2 separate regions of the Oryctolagus cuniculus genome follow, and region 2 is linked to region 1. Evidence: chromatin contacts called from public Hi-C data. All regions are on one chromosome and are shown on one strand. The core of a region is the stretch at or near the end of the contact, and the rest is flanking DNA. Distances in the headings are between cores, read along the strand shown. Region 1 overlaps GSG1 (germ cell associated 1). Region 2 overlaps EMP1 (epithelial membrane protein 1).

Region 1 (3,881 bases), core at 747-3,246:
GCCGCTAGGGCGGGGCCTGACGCACAATGTAAACCACGCCCCTGCGCGGCGCCCTAGCAACGCGCTCCCGCTGCTAGGCAACCAGGGCCCGTAGTAAACCGAGGGTGGGGAGGGCGGTTACTCACCGCCAGGACAGGGCGGGGCGCAGGCAACGCGAGAGCGCGGCGAGGGCGCGAGCAGGGAAAGGACTATGAGGGGGGAGCTCACGGAAATGGGGATGGGAAGACCAGACCACGCCCGCCGGCGGCCGCACCCTGCCCCCCTCCCCCGCCCCGCGGTCCCCGAGAGCCCGCAAGCCCGAGCCCCGAGGGTGTCGTTCCCGGCGTGAGCGATTGCCCCACAGGATGTGCGAATATGGCGGGCCCGGTGATTCACTGCAGCTGCTGGGGCCTGGACGACGGACGGCTTCCCCTCCTGGAAGTGACTGCATTCGCAGAAGCGCTCCAACAATGCAGCAGCAGCGGAAAGGGAAAGGCGCGCGAGAGGCCCCGGGCTGACGCGAGTGCAAGTGTTCCAGCGCCCGCACCCACCTTAGAAAGACTGGGGTCGTTTTCCCTGAGCATTTGGAGTTCTGTGGATCCTTGACACTGATTACAGCTGAGAATAATTAATTATCTCAGAGCTGTGTCCTGTGGCCGTTGTAGACATTTTGGCCACCCAGCAAGAGTGTTTTGGTGGCAAACACTCTGCCCTTCCCTCCCGTGTGCTTGCCTTCACCCACCGGTGAAGGACTCCAGCATCGGCACTGGAGTGACATTTCAGACACATCTAGTGGGGCTCTGATGAGTAGGGAATCACCCAGCCAGCGAAACGACGAAACAGAGTTTCCAGTCTGGCCTTTGAGTGCTCTGTTTGTTCCCTGGTCTCTGTGAACTAGAGAGAATGCTTGCTCATTAAATCATTGCTGTTTTCTGGGATTTGCTCATTGAAAAGCAGGAATGTTTCCACAGGTGGGAGGAAATCTCTTGGCAGGGAATCGAGTGAAACTCGGGGCATCTGCGTAGAAAGGCGTAGGGTGTGTCTGGATCTACGGACACTGGTAGCCGCTCGGCTCTTGTGAGTGTGAGTCGGGAGGAATCATCTGGTCGCTGTTTGGACACACTGCTTCATTCACATCTTTACCTGGAGGCTCCCTAAGTGAACCCCTGAGGCTTATTTGTGTTGCGAACCTCTTTCATTCATTGGTGAGTATTAAAACAGTGCTAGGTCCTGAGGCTCAACCATGAGTAAAACACAGCTGCTACTCTATCCAGCAACTTAAAGTCACATGAGCATCCTAATACACAAGCCAGCCGTGTGATGATTCCCATGAGAGAGGTGCGTGCTGGAACAGGAGCAGAGAACTCACTGACAGTCAAAACGGTTACACTGGACTCCGGTCTTTCCTCTAGTAACAGAAAGGAGTTGATAAACATGGATCAGAAATCTGTCTCCAGGGTGAACAGAGGCATCATCGCCAGGGAAGGTCAATGAAACTTAAAGGAAGTGCCAGTGTGGATGATATAGAAAAAAAAAAAAATCTGGGGCTGGTGCTGTGGCATAGCAAGTATAGCAAGTAAAGCCACTGCCTGCAGTGCCGTCCGTCATCTCCTATGGGCGCCTGTTCGAGTCCCGGCTGCTCCACTTCTGATCCAGCTCTCTGCTATGGCCTGGGAAAGCAGTAGAGAATGGCCCAAGTCCTTGGGCCCCTGCACCCATGTGGGAGACTCAGAATAAGCTCCTGGCTCCTGGCTTCGGATTGGCCCAGTTCCTGCTGTTGCGGCCATCTGGGGCATGAACCAGCAGATGGAAGAATCTCTCTCTCTCTCTCTCTCTCTCTCTCTCTCTCTCTGCCTCTCTGTAACTCTGCCTTTCAAATAATAAACAAACTCAACCAAACACTGGGATCCTTACCCCCAGGCTGTGGCACTGAAGGAATGATGTTGTGCACAACCTGCTGACGCTCAGCATTACTGATCATTCGATCATTGGGATCCCCTCTAATCCACAGCGGACTCACAAAGCAATGCACTGAATCCCATTTACAAAGGACAGCTGGTGCCCAAGACCATTGTTTCACCTTGCAACTACCTAATAAATGTGGAGTTTTTTTCAAACACCCCCAGGAATAGTGACTGAGAACCTCAGTAAATCAGCTCAGTCCCACCTCTAGGTTTTGTGATGTCACAAATGGTGAGGTGCATACATATCCTTGTGGAAGGCACCCTGAAATGGGAACACACAAAAGTTAAATACTGTGTTGAGATGTGGAATCTTTGTGTCTGTACTGAGTCATGAGCTTCGGAGCCTAGCCTAATTATATTTATGTTGCATTGACTAGCAATTACTTTTTCTGAGAGAGGAAAGGGAAGAAAAAAAATATTAACATGCCCAAATTACAATGAAAGGAAGTGAGTGGGATGCTGGGCTCCGATTTTTGCGGCCAGGCAGAGAAACCCATGTTTTGTCACAAAGAGGAAATTGGACATTGTGGCACAGAGTCCTTGGAGAGGGGGTAGCACAAGACTAGTCGTGTGTAACAGCCGGGCCAGCACGCACACAAAACACACACCGCTTCCTTGGGAGGATCCAGGCTTTGTGGAGTCCTAAAATCAAATCTTTTTTTTTTTTTAAGAAAAATAAAATTACAAGTAGAAATTAGGTAGCAGGGTCTTGGAAGGGGCCCAACCAAGCGGGCAGCCACAAAGCTGGGGTTTCCTCCCACTCACTCTAAATCTACCTCTGGGCTTCCTCGTGCAACACATGAATGACTCCACCCTCCTATCCCCTTTTCCCTGGAGAAGGCAAACTTCAGGCTATTAAGGCACAAGGGGTGCGGTTTATGAGCAGAGGCAATAAAAACCAAAGACACAAGGCTGCCAAACCAGTGACTCAAGCGGGATATGAGAAGTGTCTGCAAGTATTTGAAGGGTGTAAGTGCAGAGGAGGAAAAAGGAGTGTTCAGGGGTCTGGGGTGGAGAGGGAATGAGGACACCATTCAGGACAGAAAAATGTGAGGAAAGCTCATCAGGAAGCCTTGGCTGCCCGTATTTTCTGATAGTGTGCTGTTGGATTTCCCATGGGAAGTATTTGAGGATCTCTGGAGTCACTGCAAAGTGGAACTGGCCACACAAAAATGTGCTACAGGAAGCAATCCTACAAGACGTGCCCCAGGGAGTGGCTGGATGCCCCCAGAGTTCACTGTGAGCGGTGAATTCCATCAGGCTGACACATGGGCTCCTGCACGGGTGTGCAGGGAGCAGGCCCGAGGAGGAAAAAGAGCAGTCCTACAGGGAGGAGGGGCCACCTCCACCCACATCTCCCTGATGTGGAAGGAAGCAGGAAGAGGAAAGAAGTGTGAGGGGATAGCACCACCCAGCGTTGTCCTGGCTCTGTGGAGCCAGGAAGCCCAGAGCCAATTCAACTGTAAAAGTGATCACAGAATTCCTGCTTGTTCTGTCAGACCGGATAAAGGGTCGTTTGGGTGAGACAGAAAACGTGCCTGGACATCCGTCCATGTTATCCACTTAGCTCGTTCACATCAATCTGAGACTATATTGGGTGACAAAAGCAGGATCCAAAGAGACTCACTTGGACAGACATGGACAAACATTGAAGTTAAAGGGAACCTGATTTTGATCCCTTAAACTAACTGCACAAATACAGTAAGGGAGAAACATGACTTCGTGGCTTACCTGGGAGAGATGGGAAAAGGCAGAGCAGGATTTAGAGGGTTGCATTAAAACTAAACCCCAATCAGTCAAACAGGTGTCATTTTCCATTAATTTCCTGGATGGATATTAAGAGCTTTTTAAAATGACCAATTCCTGGGACTCACCCCAGGACTACTGTGGAATCTCAGGGTGGGGTTCAAGAAATGGCATAGTCCCCCACATTCCAGA
Region 2 (3,881 bases), core at 723-3,222, 130 kb before region 1:
GACTGCTTCCTCCTCCCCACCCCCCAGGTCCCCATACACTTGTTCAGGCTTATTTCTTTCTCAGGACCAGATAGAGAACGCCAACGACGAAGGAGAAGCAGAAGCAGATCCAGGCCAGGATGAAGGAATAGCCATGGTGACTTCGGTCAAAAGTGTTGCTATCGCCATTGGCGTAACGGTGAGTGTAGATGGAGGCTCCAATCAACACGCACAGCCCTGCAGCGGTGGGAGAAACATGTTATTGGGTTTTAATTGTATTAAATTTATTCCAGTTTAACATCAAAGTCAAGGAAAGATTTTTATAATTGTTTAAAAAAAAATCCCATTTCTCTCACTGGTAATGGGATAATAAACTCTGATTATCCCAAACAGGAATCCTGTTGCTTTGCCCTGGACCAAGCTTGGGGTCCTGGAGATAAACTGGAGATGGCAGAGCTCTCATATCTGAGCTGGTTTGTGTGGCTGCAGGTGTGGCATAAAACACAAAACATCACGTTTGACACCCCACTTCCTTATCTGGACCTCAGCATATCTAGGCAGGGTATGCAGGGGTGCAAAAGAATATGGGCTTCCCCCAAACTGGGTGGACAGGGTGGGGAATGGCAGGAGAATGCAAAGTGAAATAGTCGTGGGCATTGTGGCTATGCTTTTGTCTTCAAGAGGACTCCCACCTTCCTGCCTTCTTCAACTTCATATGTACAACCGCTACTGATGGGCCCGGCCACCTGGCAGCTGCACAGGAGCGCTAGCCTTAAACAACGAAGCAGGTGAGGCTTCTTTGTCCAGGCAGCGATCCAAGATTCTCCACAAGAGACCAATCAGAGGAGAGAACTGCACAAGGCAGTATCCCTAAGCCGTGTGCTCATCCACGCCTGTCACTAGGAGCTCCCAAGGTAAGACTGACTCAGCAGCCTCCGCTCTGCACACTGGAGCCGGCCTCCCTGAGATACTCACAGCACACCAGCATGGTGGCCCCTGACAGGAAGAACCGATTTCCCTTCTCCATGGTGAAGAGCTGGAACACGAAGATGATGAGCGAGATGACGGAGAAGATGATGGAGAGGATCATAAAGGCTTGCACTGCCTTGAGGGCATCTGCAGACACAGGGGGAGGAGAGCAAGGGCATCAGACAACTCCAAGAATGGAGGCGCTTCCCCCACCACACCAAGGTCAGCCTTGCACTGCTGTCTTTGTACATACCTTCATGGCCGTATGACAGGCCTCCACTGCAGTCCCCACTGGTGCAATTTCTCCAAAGACCTACAGATGCGTTAATAGAGTCTGAAACCACCCAGACCTAGAATTGGAAAGAAGCAAAGCATAGATTTAAAACAGACTCAGCGTTATAAAAGGAAAAAAAGAAACAGCCAGCTTACTAAGTCTTAATAACTAAGGTCCCAAGAGATAAGAGAATGTGAGAGTAAGAAAAAAATTAAATCCCCTAACTTCTTTGGACTTCACATTCCTCATGTCTTACACACACACACACACACACACACACACCAGGAAGTAATTCACCCATAGTGGTTTAAAATTCTAAGGTTCCAAGAAACAGAAACTCTGCATGAGAAAATTGGTTTTAAGGATGAACAATTCACATGAGGGTGCTTCAAAAAATGTATGGAAAGTATAATTGAAACAGACTTGTATATGGGGACAAAAAATGCATGCACAGTGCTTTCATAATACACATTTTCCATAGCTTTTTGAAAAGTCCTTGTATACCCCATCAAGATTATTTCAGTTAAGGTCATGGCTAACAAGAAAAAAAAAAAAAGGTCAAGGGAAAATGTCCAACTGGAACAACAGAACCATGAGGGCTACCAGGAAAATAATAATGAGTCCGGTCAGTAAGCTGCTTTCCTGGGAACAGAAGGGTCAGGCTTCGACTGGCACAGCAGGCAAAGTAATTTCAGAATAAAACAGTGCAGCAAGAGCTTTCCCATGGTGGCAGCTGAATGTGGAAGAGTGACCACGATGCATTGCCCCGGGCTCACCGTGGAGCTGGCATCCCTTCCTGCCCAGCCTAAGCAATTCCTCCTCTGGTGCTGTCTACAGCATGCACGTGCTTGTACACACAGAACGCAGAGGCAGCGACGAGCAATTACCCGTTCCTCGCTCATCACACAGCCCTGCGCCAAGCCCTATATTAGGGGCTGATAATTCCCAGATGGGCGGTACTTTGCCATCCACTAACAGACTTTGAAGAAGTTTATCAGGCTTGTTATCCAGAGACACACAGGGTTGGCAAACAGAAGGGTGGAATTACAAAATCCAGAGGAGGCCCCACGGGAATGGGTTGCATCTTATCACAGCTATGCTTAGATTAGCCTTGGTTATGATCACACCCGCCCATGTTTGCTAAGCTCTTCTCCCTGAACTTGAAACCCACTTATGTTGTAACCGTAACAGGGACCGAAACAGAATCAGGAACCATCATTTGCCCGCATAGTAATTGGGGGCCTTGGTTTTTTAAGCCCAAGGTGCTGTCTTGAAAATTTGCAAGAAAAGCAAATTGAGCATTATAAACCACCACTAGAGGTCAGGACAGCCCAAGGTTCAGACAGAAACACCTGTGGCCATCTCTATGGGATATTTTTGTTGTTTCATTTGAGTTAGTGAGTTCAGTGGCAAAATCCCCCCATCACATTCTACTCTGTGCTCAGAACTTGAATTCGTAGGTCTGGCAACCAAAGCCTCTCCCCCTTCACTCCCATCTGTCGGGCTTTCTGCACCAGCCTCATGGGTGTCCTTGTCCCTGAATAGAGCTTGTCCTTCCAACACGTGCACCTTTGCTTGCCCTCCTAGCTGGAATGCACCTCTGTTCTCCCTCCACCCAGCCTTCCCTGAGGGGACTCCCTCTGTCTACTGTTCCTTCTCCAGATACTGAAGCAGCTCACTGTATCCAGCAGTCTCCACACACCCACAGCCCCTAGTGTGACCCCTCCCATGAGCACTTGCCTCGATCTCTGCGTTATTCCATTGCTGGAAGTACGAGTGTGTGAGTGTACGTGTGTATGTTTTCCCACAACTAAGCTAGAAGCTCACAAAGGGCAAGGATTATGGCTTAAACATCTTTAGTAGCTCCTTCTGTAAATAGCTAATTTCTCAGTGCATGAACGAGGAGAACAGGACTCACATTGGCGATGGTGGAAACAAACAGCATCACACAGGTGGCAATGTGGACCACAAAGATGGCAGCCAGTAACACCAACATTGTGGCTGGTTTGGTAACTTGTGGGTGGAGAAAGTTCCTGCAAAGAAAACAGAAAGGGACACAAATGGTTACTGCTATGCACTAAGACAATTCTGCTCTCCCCCAAGTGTGAGCTCCTTGCTAAAATGAGCCAGTTACAAGAAAAGTAATCACAATGTATCACATTGTATCAAAAGTATCACAATGCCATCATTTAGTCTGGAAAACACCTTGTTCACCTCATTCCCAGTTAGCCTGCGTGCCTATTCATCTATTTACATACACCTCAATGTAATTACAATTCTGTTTCTTCTCAGGTGGTTACATATTTATTTCTTTAATACAGCCTGTTACATTTTATGGCAATTATTGATGTGTTATTTGTGTTTCAGAGTCCAAAAGCAGGGCTTTGGGTTTTTTTTTTTAAGGTTTTTGTAATTTCCAGGTTTCTGTGAAACAATGTCAGAGAAATTTCCATTTTCCACTTGGGAAGCGCCCAGGCTCCTTCCATCCAACTGCTCAGCCAGCAATTTTAATAGCAGTGAATGCTTTTGCAGAATAACAGTTATTACTCAATGCCTATACACTGAACAGGCTACTAATTTGATCCCAGGTGTGATATAAAATGTGAGACACAACTTTTATTATTATAATGCTGTTTGGTATTCAATAATTATAACAACC

What was found. A called contact is a pair of places that touch in the nucleus more often than the background predicts.
Region 2: a contact with region 1 is called in a Hi-C map of an unstated tissue, with 5 times the contacts expected there. The contact joins two enhancer-like sites. A contact is called at or near these places in 5 of 6 Hi-C or Micro-C datasets (ear pinna, embryonic fibroblasts, psoas muscle and 2 more).

Annotation. Positions count from the first base shown.
Region 1 is chr9:110,750,671-110,754,551 of mOryCun1.1, reverse strand. The region is part of intron 1 of GSG1 (germ cell associated 1); the gene reads left to right. Among named protein-coding and RNA genes, the nearest start is that of GSG1, 3.8 kb to the left of the region's middle. Within about 2 kb of position 1,996, at least 1 of the 8 cell types and tissues checked has an H3K27ac peak or open chromatin away from gene starts, as enhancers often do.
Region 2 is chr9:110,879,357-110,883,237 of mOryCun1.1, reverse strand. EMP1 (epithelial membrane protein 1) reads right to left here. Exons shown (of 5, transcript NM_001082357.1): 2 at 3,141-3,255; 3 at 1,202-1,298; 4 at 955-1,095; 5 at 1-216. The coding sequence starts at 3,218. The coding sequence ends at 50. Among named protein-coding and RNA genes, the nearest start is that of EMP1, 14 kb to the right of the region's middle. Within about 2 kb of position 1,972, at least 1 of the 8 cell types and tissues checked has an H3K27ac peak or open chromatin away from gene starts, as enhancers often do.